Linked DNA regions of Mus musculus: region 2 is linked to region 1. A link is a contact called in public Hi-C data. All regions are on one chromosome and are shown on one strand. Each heading gives the region's core, a stretch centred on a gene start, on an enhancer-like site or on the middle of the called end of the contact. The rest is flanking DNA. Distances are from core to core; before and after follow the strand shown.

Region 1 (7,888 bases), core at 2,010-4,509:
GGCAGAGACAGGTGAATTTCTGAGTTCGAGGCCAGCCTGGTCTACAGAGTGAGGTCCTGGACAGCCAGGGATACACAGAGAAACCCTGTCTCGAAAAACAAAACAAAACAAAACAAAAGAAGATGAATGAATGGACAAAAATATTTCCAATGAATGAATGCGTGAGTGAGCAAAACTTTTTCACTGGCTTGTCCCTCCTTAGAGCCGTATATGGGTTCTGTCAGGAGCCCCAGGGGCAGGGCTTACCTGTCTTACATTGGCATGAAGTGGGGCCATAGATGCCTCGGTCCAGACCTCTAGACAGACACTGTCCTTGGCACTTTCCCTCTCTAGTCTGGCCTCTCAGTCTGTTTAGTTACAACATTCTAACCAAGCACTGTTCCCTGGATCCGTTTGGTGGCTAGGTGCCACGTTTTGTGCATAGAAGCTCCACCCCAAGTCGATGAGTAGTGGGGCTGTTCTTTAGCTGGCCAACAGCCCTGTCTGAAGATGTCAAAGCTGGCCCTCACTTGTAAAGCTACAGTAAGTTTCAGAAAACAGAGAAAAGATACGCAGAGTTGGGATTGTAGACTGGTGAGGGGTGCATTGCTCAGCCTGACTGGCTGGTGAGGTCTGGTCATTCTACCCATTTAAATTTGCTGCTCCTATTTCTGATGCTTTAAAAGTATTCTTTCATCTCAGATTCACTCTAACTACTCAAGGCAATTCTTTCTGCCAGTTTCTCTCTCTTTTCTCTCTCTCTCTTTTCTCTCCTCTCTTTCTCTCTTTCTCTTTCTTTTCTTTCTTTCTTTCTTTCTTTCTTTCTTTCTTTCTCTCTTTTCTTCCTTCCTCTCTTTCTTTCTTTCTTTCTTTCTTTCTTTCTTTCTCTCTTTTTTTCTTTCTTTCTAAACAGGGTCTCAGCATATAGCTTTGGCTAACTTGGAGCTCACTATGTAGACCAGGCTAGTCCTAAATTCACAGAGGTCCACCTTCCTCTGCTTCATGAATGCTAGAATTAAAGGCATGTGCCACTACACTTGGCCCTTTCTTTTTAAAAACCTTCTTCCTCTTCCTCTTCCTCTTCCTCTTCCTCTTCCTCCTCCTCCTCCTCCTCCTCCTCCTCCTCCTCCTCCTCTTCTTCTTCTTCTTCTTCTTCTTCTTCTTCTTCTTCTTCTTCTTCTTCTTCTTCTTCTTCTTCTTCTTTCTCCTCCTCCTTCCTCCTCCTCATCCATGTGGGGCTAAGAGGCAAGCATGCTTTGGCATACATGGTGAGGTTAGAGAACAACTTGAAAGAGTCAGTTCTCTCCTTCCTTACATCCCACTGTGGAGTCTAAGGATCAACTCGGCTGACTAGGTTTTCCCAGCAAGCAGCTTCACACTCCGAGCCACCTCTTTATTATCTCCTCCCAGATTATTCTGCCCCTTTCTTGTTGACACAGGGCTTCACTTTGCAGCTCAGAGATCCCCCTGCCTCAGCTTCCCGTGTGCTGGGACTTCAGGTGTAACCCACCACACCGAGTTTCAGCTTATATTCTTGATTCCCTTCTGTTAACCATTCTTTACCAATTAGCCAGCTATCTGCTAGACATACGATGAATGTCACAAGCTTTCCCTCTGTGGCTCCTAGTTTATGATCTATTCTTACTATTTGACTAAATCCACCATATCCTTCTTTTTTCCCTGCATCTTTGGGGATCCGTTTAAAGTGAACATTTGAGAAGTTGAACTGAGTACTTTCCGACATACTGAAAAACACCTGTCGTGGGAGTGACACAGGCCGGTGGCAGGTATGATCCAGTTGGCCTTGAACTAGTCAAGGCTTCACTCTCTGGGCCCAGAATCTGCATCTCAGAACATTCAGGGGTCTCTCTGGGCCTTCTGCTCCCCAGTCCACCTCAGCCTTTAACAAGACTGCCTAAGCCACTCCAGAGCTCATTCAAGGCTATTCATCTCTGAGAAAAGGTCACCCTTAAGCTTATTGTGGTCTGGAAATGATTGTGACAAAATTGTCATTGTAACAACTTCCTTGAAGAGATTTCAAGCCCTTTATTACCCATACAATAGTTGAGCTGTTAGGGACAGAACAATAACACCCCTTGAAATGCAGGCGACACCTGCTTCCTGGTGGTTCTCGGCTGCTCAGTCTCTCCAAGTTGTAGGTGAACAAATGGCCTCTTTGGTCACCAAGGCCAACCTGAGTTGTAGGTTGAGTGCCAGAACAGATGGGGGATGGGGGAGGGCTGGGCTGGTTGACTTGGCCCAGAGAAGAGGGCATGGCGGGCCAGGTTACAAACATGGGGTTATGTACTATTCCGTATGTGTAGGCAGCAGGAGACCAGGGTTAGTAGGAGCAGGAAACTGAGCCCCACACCTGAGGTGGTAGAGAGATATGGAGGAGCCAGGGAAGCAGAGACCATCTCGGGCGGGAATAACAAACAGACGATATAGGAGGTAAGGGTGGGGAACAGCAGAGCAGGAGGCCAGGAAGATTCAGCTCCGCATGGGCGGGCTAGACACAAACGTGATCAGAACAACGGGCTCCTGTCTAGAGTGTAAGTGTGCATATTGCAAAGCAAGCGGAGATTGGAGAATAGTGGGCAGGAGTAGCAACAGGTGATAAACCAGCATTGGAAACAGCCTGGCCACTGGTCCACATAACCCCTAGCCTGGTCTCTGATGCTTGTAGACACTCGGTAATAAAGCAAGTCCTTTTCTTTCACCACTACTTCAGAGAGGGCACCTTCTCCACCTGCTGCCTACCGAAGATGGGCTGATCCTGTGAATTTGCACAAGGAGTAAGCCTTGTCTACATGCCTCCTCCTCCTAAGGGAAATGCTAATCGCCAAGAAAAGCGACTCATTTCTGTGAATCCCTTTATCTTAGTTTCCGATTCGCAGTCTCTTTGTGGTTTCGTTGAGAAGAGCTTAATCTGGATGTGATGTGTAATTCACAGCTACTTGGCTAAGACCAGGCAGAAACATTCAGACCCTGAATGAGGCTTTGGCCCAAACAGCATTCTATGCTGGGGCTTTCAAGTAAGGGCAGTGACAGACCACAGTCACATCTAGGGAAGTGAGTGCTGCACGGGTCCCTGACTTTCCATACCTCCCTGTGAGAACTGGCTCCCCCAAGTAACCTGTGGCCCAGAGGACCGCCGCAGTGGGCCACTGAGGACCACTTAAGTCAGGACCTCAACTCACCTCGGACCTGGGGCTCCTGCCCTCCGGTAGGCTGGGCTTTCTGCCCCGCCCTCCTGCCTGATGACATCATGTTTAGGGTTGAGTCGCGGCATTAAAAAGCAGCCTACAGGCAGCCACGAGTCTACACAACCAACGTGCACGTCTTGGTCCCAGGCTAAGTGCACACTGTGCTGGTGCGCCGCTGCCAGCTCCGAGCGCCCCACAGCTCCGAGTGAGTGGCAGCTTTGAGTCGCCAGGACAAAGATGCCTCACCGCAGCCTGCGCGCGACTGTCGTCCTCCTGTTGGTGATCCTTAAGAAGCAGCCTTCCAGCTCAGCCCCACTCAACGGTAAAGTTTCTGCTTACTTAAAAAAAAAAAAAAAAAAAAAAAAAAAAAAAAAAAGAGTCCTGTGCACTGAGCCATGCCTGGGCAGAGAGAGGATTTCTGCCAGGCTCTTGCAAGATAAAGTAAAATCACTACTGAGCGAGTAAGGAAGTTGCTGTGTGCCTAGCACATTTTCAAGAAAGGATGCTAGCTTTGGGATCGTTTGGGATGCACTGTTAGCTGAGGTTAGTTGGAGGCACTTTTTTTTAACGGTGCTTGGTGCACAGTTGTAGTTACTCATTTGCCTCTTTTCTGAGCACACTACCTCTGGAGATGGGGCTTGGAAACTTGCTAGCCAGGATCCCGGAACCACGTGCAGAGCGCTGAGAAAGGACTGTCTTCCTGTGTGCTGTGATCCGCAAGAAGGGGTGTCTGGCTGATCGTCAGAACCCTCAGAGAGGCAGTTAACCAGTAGGTTTCACACTCCGTGTCCAGGGGATAATGTAGCCCACCGTTAGTCATTGTCTTTCCCCTCGAGATCTCTGCTACACTGAACCTACATGTGTGCGCACATGCCTTATTTCTAACTGTAATAAGGGGCTGAAACCCGAAGGGCAAGTATGCTGAACAGGGTGTCAGGTTGAGGTGGGAAGAGGAGCCTGAATTGTGGGCTCATGTCCAAAGCCTGGATAATTAACTCCTTTGGAATAAGAAAAGGAAAAGCAAGCTTTAGCCTGCCTCTCCCTCAGGCTACTACTAACCTTAGGGAGAAGGTGGGGACTGGGTCCTGCTTGTTTGTGTCAATGGGTCCCCACACTGTGGTGATACTTGTTCTTGGGTTGCAATAGAAGGGACCAAGAGTGACCCCAGTGGCTGAACAATGATTCCCCTGGCCAGGCAGCGGGGAGAGAGCCCAGCTCCTGCCCAGCAGTATCAGAGCTCTGCTCTCCTTCCCCCCTTGGAGGACCACACTCTGCCGGTGGGCAACAAGCCACTACCCCTTTACTGAACCTTCATCGACTGGCTGGCAGGATCTGCCTACTATCACCTTTCCCACGCAGTCAGGAAGAAGCAGAATGTGGGAGAAGTCCCACAAAAGTGGCGATCAATTTTGAAAACTGTTAACTTTGGGTTGCTACTAACTCTAAAGGAATCTATAGAGACTGAAGTTCACCAGAAGTCGTTTTAGCACCAAGCACCTCACACAAAGGAGAGAAGGACTCTATTGATCTTTTTTTTTTTTGAAAGTTTGGGGCTCTCCATTCTCCTCTTTGTTGCCCCCCCTTCATGTCCTCCTTATTCTCTAAACTGCATTAGAGGGAGTTTGCAGTAAAGCTCCACTTTCCCCTCACACTGAGCAGTCTTAGCTACCGCTAAGTTCTAAGCTTTTACACTGCTATTTATTGGGCAGGTTTCTTGACTGCCTCAGGAGATGAAGTCAAACACTCACTGAGGTGGACTGGAGACCAGTTAATACAAGGTTGGGGCTGGAGGGTTAGCTGAGTAAGGGGGTCAAAGTGTGCTTTCCTGATACTTGGGGGTTGAAATTTGTTAAAGCTGACGCTAAGAAGAGCCTAAGAAGAGCCCTCAGTCCAGGGGTGAGAGGAGCACAAGGTGAAGTTGAAGGTTTTCTGAAGACAGCATGGTGTTCTTTGTTGCTATGGCTGAGGGCTGGTTCAGTGAACTCCGTTGAGCCTGCTCTGCCTGAAGTGAAGGTGGAGAGCCAGGCAAGACCACACTGCCTGGCTGCATTGTCATCAGCTCCTGGAAGCTGCTAGCACCCAAGGCAGGGAGCAGGCAGAGCAGGACCCCTGGCCTGACTTTACCAAATGCCCTTTCCTCAGGGCATCTCCCTGCCCAGTGCCAACCGGGTTTGCAGGTTCCAACAGGCACTGCTGAGCTGCCCAAATTCAACTTTTTTTTTTTTTTTTTGGAAAGGTAATGGTTCTATTCTAGGAAGAGCTTGACTCCCACCCCCTTAGGAAGCTCCTGAAATTTATGGGAACATGGTACATGAGTGATAGCCATGCTGAGACTCGTAGTAGGCACATGGTCTATCTATGACAGGTCACTTTACATCACCTGTGAAAACTACACTCTTCTCTTCCAAGGTAGGATGTTGGTAAATAGTGCCTGAGTCTACAAAACCCAAATGGGGACAATATTAATATATTTTCAAAGTTATGGAGAAAATACTTAAAGAGTCATTTAAAAAACCCCAAAGCATCCTGGGAAGTAAGTAAATGGTAAGTGACTGGGGTGGGGGTGATATTTGTTAAGAAGCTTTGCAGAACCATCTGGCTCTAAACTTGTTCAGTGTCTCATATGATCAAAACTATCAATATGAAAATTAAAAACAGAATTAACACAGAGGCAAAGAAATGGAAGAAGGCAGTAATAGCAACAATGGAGAAGAAAAAGGTGATACCAACATTAAAAAGAAAGAAGTGAAAAGCAACGTTTTTAGAAACCAGCATTGGCTTGAGTAGGACTTTCCTGCTCATGGCCAGTGGCCAGATCCTTGACACTACAGTTTATTGAGAAACAAAGGGGAGCCAGGTCCTTATTCTTCCAGCTATTTCTCCCAGCCAGAGGCTCTCGGAAGATGACAGACAAAGGGTGCTCAGGAGTTTCCCAGTGTACAGGGAGACACATCTCAGCTTGGGGGCTCAGTGTTCTTCCTGAGGGAGGGAGAAGGTGGGCAGCCTGGGAGATAAGAGCAGAGTCCTGCAACAACTGCTTAAAAATATCACTCGATGTGGGAGCGAGGGACCTGTGTGCTGTGACGGGTGTGGAGTGGGAGGTGGTGGGTGGCTTGGGTTATATTCCTGGCAGGATGTCTCCTCCACATTCCTGCCAGGGCTGGCATTGAAACTCAGATGAGAATGGCAGCTCCCTTGGGGGAAAACATCTTCCATTTCTGCTCTCTGGGTACTGATGTGAAAAGTTCTCCAGGATACAGTGTTGAATGAAAAAAAGCAAGATGCTAAATAGTGTTTCCAGCAGGGGAGACAATAGAATGCACGAGTGTCTGGTCCATTGTGAGGGGCCCACTATCACTCATACACAAGGTGTCTACTGGAAGAGGGAAGAGGGAAGAGAGAGAGTGGAGAGAGAGAGAGAGAAGAGAGAGAGAAGAAGAAGGAGGAGAAGGAGGAGGAGAAGGAGAAGGAGAAGGAGAAGGAGAAGAAGAAGAAGAAGAAGAAGAAGAAGAAGAAGAAGAAGAAGAGGAGGAGGAGGAGGAGGAGGAGGAGGAGGAGGAGGAGGAGGAGGAAGGGAGGGGAGGGGGAGGGGAGGGAGAGAGAGAGAGAGAGTGAGAGAGCGCTCCCACTGAACCAACACATTGATTACTTTGGAGTTTCAAGTCACTTGGAATTCCCTGTCCAGTTAGTAATGTTTGACTTTTCTAACCTGTCTGGGGATAGCATCTATTCCAGAAGCCCCTGTAAGTCCACATCCACCCCTGTAAACTCCCCATCCTGAGCTCAGCTCGGTGGAGACATGATTCTGGCTCTAAGTCAAGTGTTCTTATTTGGCGGCATTGACTTCCTTTTCAGCCTCCGCCATTTGAAAACTAGATGTGGGGTTTCTTCTTCACTTCCGTTAGCTCCATTGTGTTGTACTTATCTGTTTCCCTCTGTTCTTTACAGGATCCAAGTGGACCTATGTTGGTAAGTAGAGATTCTAAATATTTATATATATGTGCCTGCGTGTGTGCGTTTGTGTATAGCACAATGGAGGATGCGTACACGGATTCTGTGCCATCTGGGCCCCTGTGGGCTTCATTTCCTCATCTGCAACCTGAGGATGGAGTTGTGTAGATCAGTGCTCCTCAGACTGTGTCTTGGCATCATCTATCTACATTAGAATCTTCTAGAATGCTTTCTGAAAATGCAGGCTTCTGGGTTCAGCCTGAATGTAAGGAGAGACCTGAGAGACATGTATTTTTAAAAACATTCCCCAAGGTGTAGATTTATTTATTTATGTACTTTTGCTGTGCTGAGGATCTAGTACAAGGTCTCTCTCTCTCTCTCTCTCTCTCTCTCTCTCTCTCTCTCATTCTCTCTCTCCCTCTCTTAGGAGATGAATGTCTTAATAAGAAAACTAGAAGCTTGATGGAGGTTATTTGGGGTGTGGTGGTGGTTGGGAAAAGTTGGGCTGTTGTTGGAAGAGGCATTGATAGAGCATGGCTCCTCGTGGGAGTTACATTCTGAATTTTAACCCAAGTAGAAAACCTGCACTAGGCACTTGAACTGTGAGACTCAGAATTAAGACTTCCAAATTCCAGTAAGGATTTCTCCCAGACCTCCAGCTGCAGGGACCCTGGCAGGAGGGAACCCTTCCTCCTCACAGGATGTGTATGCTTCAACAAAGAAGAAAGGGCTCCTTTCTGAAAGTTTGGCTC
Region 2 (7,888 bases), core at 3,704-6,203, 35 kb after region 1:
TGATAGTGTCCCCAGCTGTGCAAGAGCCATCCTGTGGTGGTGGTGGTGGTGGTGGTGTCGTCTGTGGACCCTATGAAGTCACAGTCACCAGGCCACCTCCCACAGTATAGGATGGAAAGCAGGTTTCCTTTACAGCAGGTAGGCCCAGCCATCCAGACCCAATCCTCACACAGATGAGCTCAAAAGCTAAGGAGAGAGTCTGAACCTGAACATGCGAGCTCGTTTGCAAATATTCTTTTTTTTTTTCTTTTTAAAGGCAGGGTCTCATTTAGCCAAGCTAGTCTCAAACTTGCTATATAGCCAGGGATGGCTTTGGGTTCTTGATCCTCTTGCATCCACCTCACAAGTACTAGGATTGCAGAGGACCAGCAAGATGGCTCAGTGGGTAAACGTGTTAACTGTGAAAGCCTGAGGACCCAAGTTCATATCCTGAGACCCATGTAGAGAGCATGATATGGTGGCACACATCTGTAATCCCAGCACTCCTATCCTGAGATGGAAGGCAGAGAAAGGAGATGCCCCAGAAGCTCACAGACCACACAACTATGCGCGCGCACACACACACACAAGCACATGCATGCACAAGCATGTGCTCACACATACACAGTAGGGGGGGATGAAGCAGCACTAAGATTCTGGATATGTACCAACATAACTGGCTCTAATTCTTCTTTGAAGGGATAAACAGCATGTGGGGACTTCAAACGGGTAATCAAGTACCCTTAGAGAAAAATAAGCCGGAAACAGGTGGGAGAATTAGTGAACAGGCGAGGACCTGCCGTGTGCCAGGCAATGTAGGAAATGCGGGGAAGAGCGAGGCACTCCTTGCCTCCAGGGAGAATGTGGGGGAGAGAGGGAGGAAAGAGATGCACAAAATCTCCCAGAGAAACACCCAGAGAGAAGGCACCAAAGCCTCGTGATCCACGCCAGGTAACTGATATTTAAGCCTTAGTCTACCTTGGGGCACTTCATTTATCTCAGTAACAAGATACTTCCATCTTCTCCCCTTGGCTGTGTCAATGTTATAGATTTTTCAAAGGATCAAAACTGCTAAGAGAAACAAACCATGCTGTTGATGGTAGAAGAAGGGGGAGGGATGGAAAGGGTTCTTTTAGACCCTGCTGCCATACGGATCTGTAACTGGTGCCAAGGACAGAGGCCAGGACTGGGGCAGGTGGTGTCTACACCCCAGCCTGCCCAGGGACGCCAGCATCCTGTGCCTTCACTTCTTCACTGGGTATCTCAGCAGGATGCATTGGAGCTGCCTGGGCATGAACAAGCCTGGTGCAGAGGGAGAAGTTGCTTATATCTTGGATCTCAGGAGCCAGAAGGGACCTTCCAGAATACAGTATCCAACACTGCCATGTCTACTTAGGTTAATGGCAGCTCTAGCAGGGAACATGACCTGGCTGGGGCCACTCACCAAGGCAGTGAGACAGTCTTGCTCTCTGGGTACTCCTCGTCCAGTGTTCTCACTTCTGTTTCTCCTGAAGGCTTTGCCCACACTGACTCTGCTGTCTTTGATATACTTATTTTTCGTGCCCTCAAATACCTAATGTGGCTTTAACTCCTAATCGAGTCTACAGGGAACACAGCTTAGACAATTTCTTCCTTATACCTCCCAGGATCTCAGTTCTTTTAGGGAAATATTTGCTGGTAGCCTGAAAATCCATTGAATTTCCATGGGAGATAATCTTTTAAACACAGATTTACATTCTTTCAGGATTTTCCCCTGTGAGAATCACACAGTTTTCAGTGGTTCTCAACCTTCCCAATGCTGAGACCCTTTAGTACAGTTCCTTGTGTTATGGTGAGCCCCAACCATAACATTAGTTTCATTGCTACTTTAGAACTGTAATTTCGCTACTGTTATGAATGGTAATGTAAAAATCTATGTTTTCTGATGGTCTTAGGTGACCCCAAAAGTGCTTCATCCCATAGGTTGAGAACCACTGCTTTATCTGACCATGGAATGTTTATTTCCATTCACAGAGGAGCAACTGCTAGCCCATATTTAGCAAGGATCATGAGCCTTGATGCTTTTTAGTTTTAAGCCTGTTTCTCCTCACTGAGGACTTGTCATTTTTATTACAATAATTCGATTGTAGTATTACCAGGCTTCCTTCAAGTTAAAACCCTGCTGTGTTTGGCTCTGTGGTCCCAGGCCTATAATTACTTAATGTTTTTCAATCATCCCTTTGGGATTGCATCCTGCACTCTAGATATAGATATCATAAGTCTGTATCCAGGGTTCCCTATCGGGAATCTCACACTGTGAATCGATTAGCCCAAAGACCTACTTGAGCTATGGTCAGTCAGATACCAATTTCACCAACCTGGCATGGTTCAGAAGATTCATCAAAATTTCCCAACTAGGATAACGTCCCCTTAGTGTTCAACCTGGGGGCCTCAAGACTTAGAGTAATTCCTGGATCATAATAAGTGTTCAACAGTCTGATGGTGTATTGTTGGATGTCACTAATTTTCATGTAGGGAGGATATGCATTGTGTCAACATGGGAATAAAGTAGAGGTTGGGTGAGGGCTCTAGTTTCTGTGCTGAGTTACTCTAGTCTTTCATCCTCTACAGCACTTGAACGGCAGGTGGTATTAAGGCGTTTTCTAGGCCTGATTCTGTAAGATGCTATCTCCAGGACTTGAATAGTTTACCTCTAAGACTAGGACTGACCCTTCTTCCTCATGGCGGTTATAATGAACAAAGGTATTGAGTATTTCTTCTGACTCTTCACTACTCTTAGATAAGGTCCACACGGATGCCAGGGGGCAATGCAGACAGTTGCCTCTTATAGACTACTGCAGTTGTCTATGGAAAGATAAAGGAGAGAAGTAATAAGAAACCATTGTGTAAATAGAGATTAGAAGATAAAGAAAATTTCTTGTGGAAAACTGAGCTTGAGTCTCTCCTAGGTCCTGCTGGGGAAAAGAACTGGTCCAAGAAGTACCCATCGTGTGGAGGCCTCCTGCAGTCCCCGATAGACCTACATAGCGACATCCTTCAGTATGATGCTAGCCTCGCACCCCTCCAGTTCCAAGGTTACAATGTGTCTGTTGAAAAGCTGTTGAACCTGACCAATGATGGCCATTCAGGTAAGACAGGTCTGAGACTCCTTTGACTCCCTGGACATCTGGCTAGGAGGAGCTCCTCTGAAGCACCCAGGAGAAGGGGCTAGGAAGAGGGTGTAAGACATGCCTGACCTACTATCTACTGTAGGGGGGAGGGAGGCAGGGGAGTTGTTGGAAGCCCTGGCTCCAGTGATTCTTTGTGGGTAGCACATCTCAAAACTACATCTCTTGTGGGAGGGAGAGGGAGCAGATTGGCTAAGCTTCCAGGGTGAATTCTGGGTTATCACAAACTATTCAAGGCACCAGCAATTTGGCTAAACACACACACACACACACACACACACACACACACACACACACACACACACACACCAGGTTTAGGAAGAAGTCTTTCTAATCTAACAATCTAGCCAGGAATCATATCCTCACAAGAGTGCTCAATCGCTTACATTTTAGTTGATTCCAGATGTAATTAAATTGACAATCAAGATTAGTCATCACAGATACTAATGAGTCATCAGACTGGGTAAGAATTTTAACTACCTTGAGTTGTCATTTGGAAGAGGGACCTATTGATATACTACAGATTGGGTATATCAGAGTCTCTTGTATAGTAGTGCTTCTTAAATAGCAATTATTGCAATTCTCCAATTGGAAAAGTTCTTCACTGAAGGTTCTAGTATCAGACAGGAGCCCGATATACTGATTAGTAAAGAAACATCCATCATTGGCTTAGAGTTGGTGCTTTGCAGGGAGACCCATGAAGGTGTTGGTGCCACTACAGTTACACTAGGGAAAGAGGGCAGGTGCCACATCTGCAAGCATCATTGCTCAGGTCTGCTCCGTGGTCCTGCAGCCACCTGTGCCTGTGCAGTGGCTGCCTGCAGGCCTGCTTTCTAGCAGGGTTCATCTGGCCAGGGCCCTGAAGGTTGTTTCTCCGTTCCTCACAGTGAGACTGAATCTGAACTCAGACATGTACATCCAGGGTCTCCAGCCTCACCACTACAGAGCAGAGCAGCTGCACTTGCACTGGGGGAACCGCAATGACCCCCATGGCTCTGAACACACCGTGAGTGGGAAGCACTTTGCTGCCGAGGTGAGTGAATGGCCAGTATGGTAGAGAGGACCTGGCACTGGGTCCCCCTTCCACAGCCACTGGGATAGAGTAGCCTTCATAGTCTTTGTCTCCACTCTTCTGTCTACAGAACAGGACGGTCTCACTCCCCTGCCCTTATCCAGGTCCTTGTCCGCTCCTCTGCTGGACCACGCTGAGTTTGCCTGTTTCTTTTACTGTATGATGCTGTTGGGAAGGCTGGCCTTGCAGATGACATGGTGGGGTGCATCTAGACATCCCCTTCCCTTGTGCAGATGAAGACCTCACAGCTTGCCTGGCTGCTGCAGCTCATTGCTTAATCGTATCTGCTTCTCTTTGCTTCTCAGTCTTCACACATCACGCTTGCTTACAAATGCCTTTCCCACATCACTGGACTTAGGAACACAAGGACACGGACCCAGACCCACTCTTGCAGTTTCCCATAGATTAAGAGGTGGAGGGCATTGTGATGATTAGAGATTCTCTGAAAATGGTTTGGGATGTGGGTGCAGCACTGTGTCATGCCGCCTTGAGATTCTAACCTAAAATGCTGAAAGAGAATGAGAAGAGAGGCAGAATGTTCTTGCTGTACCACAGGCAGGTGATGGGGTGGGATGGTGAGGGGTCCTGAGTTCTTCCACCCCGAGGTGTGAGTTGGGGATGTGGCTCTGAGCGCATACAGGGAAATAAATAGGAGGAGATGAACGCTGCTGCTCAGCCGGCAGATCCCGTGGTAAGTAATGATACAACTATTCTCTCCTCCGTTCCCAACTGCTGAACTGCTTAACGTCTCAAGCTAATTATAGGTCTCTTACGAGTGTGGAGGGGCTGTGATTCTGCCCCGGTGGAATGGTGTGACTGGAGGCGCACACATTTCGGAGTAGACCCTTCCTTCCTTGGAGCTCAAGAACTGCAATTTCTTGCAAGTTAATTGCAATGTTGAGGCTTCTGCTTCTCCCTAGGAGAACAAAGTGGCAGCTACGATGTCGGCTTGGAGAGTTTGTGCATTTAAAAATATTTCCAGGGTGCCGGAGAGACGGCTCAGCAATTAAGAGAGCGTACTGCTCTTACAGACAACCCGAGCTTGATTCCCAGAATCCATGTGGGGAGCTCATAGCTGCCTGTAGCTCTAACTCCAGGGGGTCTGATGCCTTCTTCTGGCCTCCCCAGACACCACAGTCGCATGCATGCTCTCTCTGTCTCTGTCTCTGTCTCTGTCTCTGTCTCTGTCTCTCTCTCTCTCTCACACACACACACCCACGCCCACGTTTGAGACATAATCTTACTATGTAGCCCCCATTGGCCTATATATATTACTAATTGTTACATTCTCTGCTCTTAAGCTAATCATCAGACCAAGGCTGATGGTCATGGTTGCTAATACTCAAGACAAAGCATCAGGGTGGTCCTAACTGTCAGATTCTGTGTATGGAATCTCTTTGAAGTAGTGGTTAAGGGCTGGGGATTACAGAAGAGTCTTTCTGAAGCCCCTTACCAGGGAACTCCCAGTCCTGGATTAATTTTTACCTATTTTTTATTTTGTCCGAATACATTAAAAGCAGACGCAGACCATAGGGTCAAACGTCAAGCAATAAGGATCTTGGTTAATTTAGACAAATAGACATCTACTCTGTTCTCCAAACCATTCCAAGATGGTGTGAGTTGTGTGGTAGGCCATCCTTTATATGGAAAGCTAGTGAAGCCAGAGCCCCTGAGGAAGCCTTATCACAAGGTCACTTAGAAGAAATAACATGAAAGCCAGGCATGGTACTGTATTCTGTAATCCTAGCTCTCAAGAGGCCGAGGCAGGACAGTTTCAAACCCATGGCCAGCTTAAGCTAGATGGTAAGATTCTGCCCACCACCCTCAAAACGACCCTGGTTCACTTCCCAGCCCTCACCTGGCAGTTCACAACCATCTGTAGCTCCAACCAGCATCCTCTTCTGATTTCCACTGTAACCAGGCGCGCACATGGTACACAGGAAGATAGGCTTGTTGGCAAAACATCCATACACATAAAATAAAGTGAAATGGAAAACAGCAAAGGCCACATAATAACATTGAAAATAGACCTAATGCTGAATTTCCTTTAAAGAGGGAGATGATGAGTGACTGGAAGAAAAAGAAATCCAGATCAAATCTCTATAGGCAGTAATTTCCGCAACATGGAATAAAAATGCACGTTTGTATTTAGAGTTATCTACTACAAAATCTTCTGAAGGCTAGGTGATACTATCTTTAGGATTAAAAGTCAGCTTTAAACATCACCAGAATTTATAATAACAATGGTCATAATATGTGCTTAGGTTTTCTAAATCTAAGACTTCTCAAAAACTTCTCTTTATCTTAATAATTAGTTTCTGATCAATGTTCAGAATTTTATTTGGAGAAGATTTTTTTAAAAAAAGTCTTAAAATCTGACTGATAAGGCCGGGCAATGGTGGCGAATCCCTTTAATCCCAGCACTCTGGAGTCCAAGACAGGCAGATCTCTTCAAGTTGGAGGCTAGCCTGGTCTACAAAGTGAGTTCCAGGACAGTCAAAGCTACACAGGGAAACACTGTCTCAAAAAACAAGCAAGCAAACAAACCAACCTAAGCTGGTAAAAACCATGCTATGATTTTTGTCCGCCTGAGGGATGAACACCAGTGTTTTGTGTATTTCAATTATGATTAAGTTGTAGCTGGCAGCTAGTTTTCTTCCCCACCCCTACTGCTTCCAGATCAACTACAGAGATAACAAATTATAGGAGACCACTTGGCCCAGGCTCAAAAAAACAAACAAACAAACAAACAAACAAACAAAAACAAAACAAAACAAACAACAACAACCAAAAAAAAAAAAAACCCAAAAAACAAAAAAACACTGAAGGGAGAAGAGTTCCAAAGTACCCGAGCGTTTTCACAGTGATATAAAAATCCACCCACTCACCCACCCACTCATTCATGCCTACTGTTCCTCTGCTACTTTCCAGGTGCCTTATCAGACAAGAGGGGTCCAGTGAATAAGATAGGATGTGCCCTGGTTTGCAGGTAGAGAGGACTGGGGGAAAAGAGAAACCTGGTGGGGGGGATGGTAAAGGTAGGGGATCAGTTCTTTGGGGGAGAGGAGGGACAGATGCCCATCTTTCTGGTTGGTTCAAGTCTTGTGCAGAAACAAACGGTTCCTGTGAGTTGATTGTTCCCTCATGGGTACCTTCTCTCCTATTGCAGCTGCACATTGTCCATTATAACTCAGACCTGTACCCTGACTTCAGCACCGCCAGTGACAAGTCCGAAGGCCTCGCTGTCCTTGCTGTTCTTATTGAGGTATGATGTGTTTAAAGGGCTTCTTACCTCAAGTCTGTAGCAGAGAGGGTATCAGGACTAGGCATGTGTTCTGTGCACAGCAGTCTGGAGTGAGCTGCTCCTGGCTGGCCCTGCATTGCCTCCAGAGCAGGGTGTGGCCCTCATAAGGCTTCTTCTCTCTTTTCTCAGAGGAAGCTTTTCCTCTGTCTAGGTAGCTGAAGAAGATACGTCTTTTGTGACATTAAAATATGAGCCCCCGTCTCTAGCCCTGGTGCGTGGTATGGGACCACCTGGCTGGGGAGGGCCTGTGCGGTATAGGGATCTATGCTGCACCATCAGATGAATCCATCACAGATACAACACCTAGCATCCAAACTCCATTCTGGAATGAATGATTTAATCTCAGGGAAATAAGAGTTGAACCTG

The links. Hi-C and Micro-C count contacts between places; a contact is called where the count stands out from the background.
Region 2: a contact with region 1 is called in a Hi-C map of cerebral cortex, with 1.7 times the contacts expected there. The contact joins the enhancer-like site here to the promoter of Car12 in region 1. A contact is called at or near these places in 4 of 39 promoter capture datasets (the C10 cell line, HPC-7-derived erythroid cells, epiblast stem cells and 1 more), 1 of 15 datasets of contacts at CTCF or cohesin (CD8 T cells), 12 of 484 Hi-C or Micro-C datasets (LSK cells, bone marrow-derived DN3 thymocytes, bone marrow-derived macrophages and 9 more), 6 of 115 datasets of contacts at active chromatin or transcription factors (CD8 T cells, the SCID.adh cell line, embryonic fibroblasts and 3 more) and 4 of 9 other capture datasets (adipose tissue, embryonic stem cells, liver and 1 more).

Annotation. Positions count from the first base shown.
Region 1 is chr9:66,710,427-66,718,314 of GRCm38.p6, forward strand. Car12 (carbonic anhydrase 12) reads left to right here and starts at 3,260. Exons shown (of 11, transcript NM_178396.5): 1 at 3,260-3,507; 2 at 7,134-7,154. The coding sequence starts at 3,423.
Region 2 is chr9:66,743,543-66,751,430 of GRCm38.p6, forward strand. It overlaps Car12 (carbonic anhydrase 12), which reads left to right. Exons shown (of 11, transcript NM_178396.5): 3 at 2,928-3,107; 4 at 4,034-4,179; 5 at 7,388-7,483. Among named protein-coding and RNA genes, the nearest start is that of Car12, 34 kb to the left of the region's middle. Within about 2 kb of position 4,954, at least 13 of the 459 cell types and tissues checked have an H3K27ac peak or open chromatin away from gene starts, as enhancers often do. A contact at or near this core is called in cerebral cortex and forebrain, where this site is marked.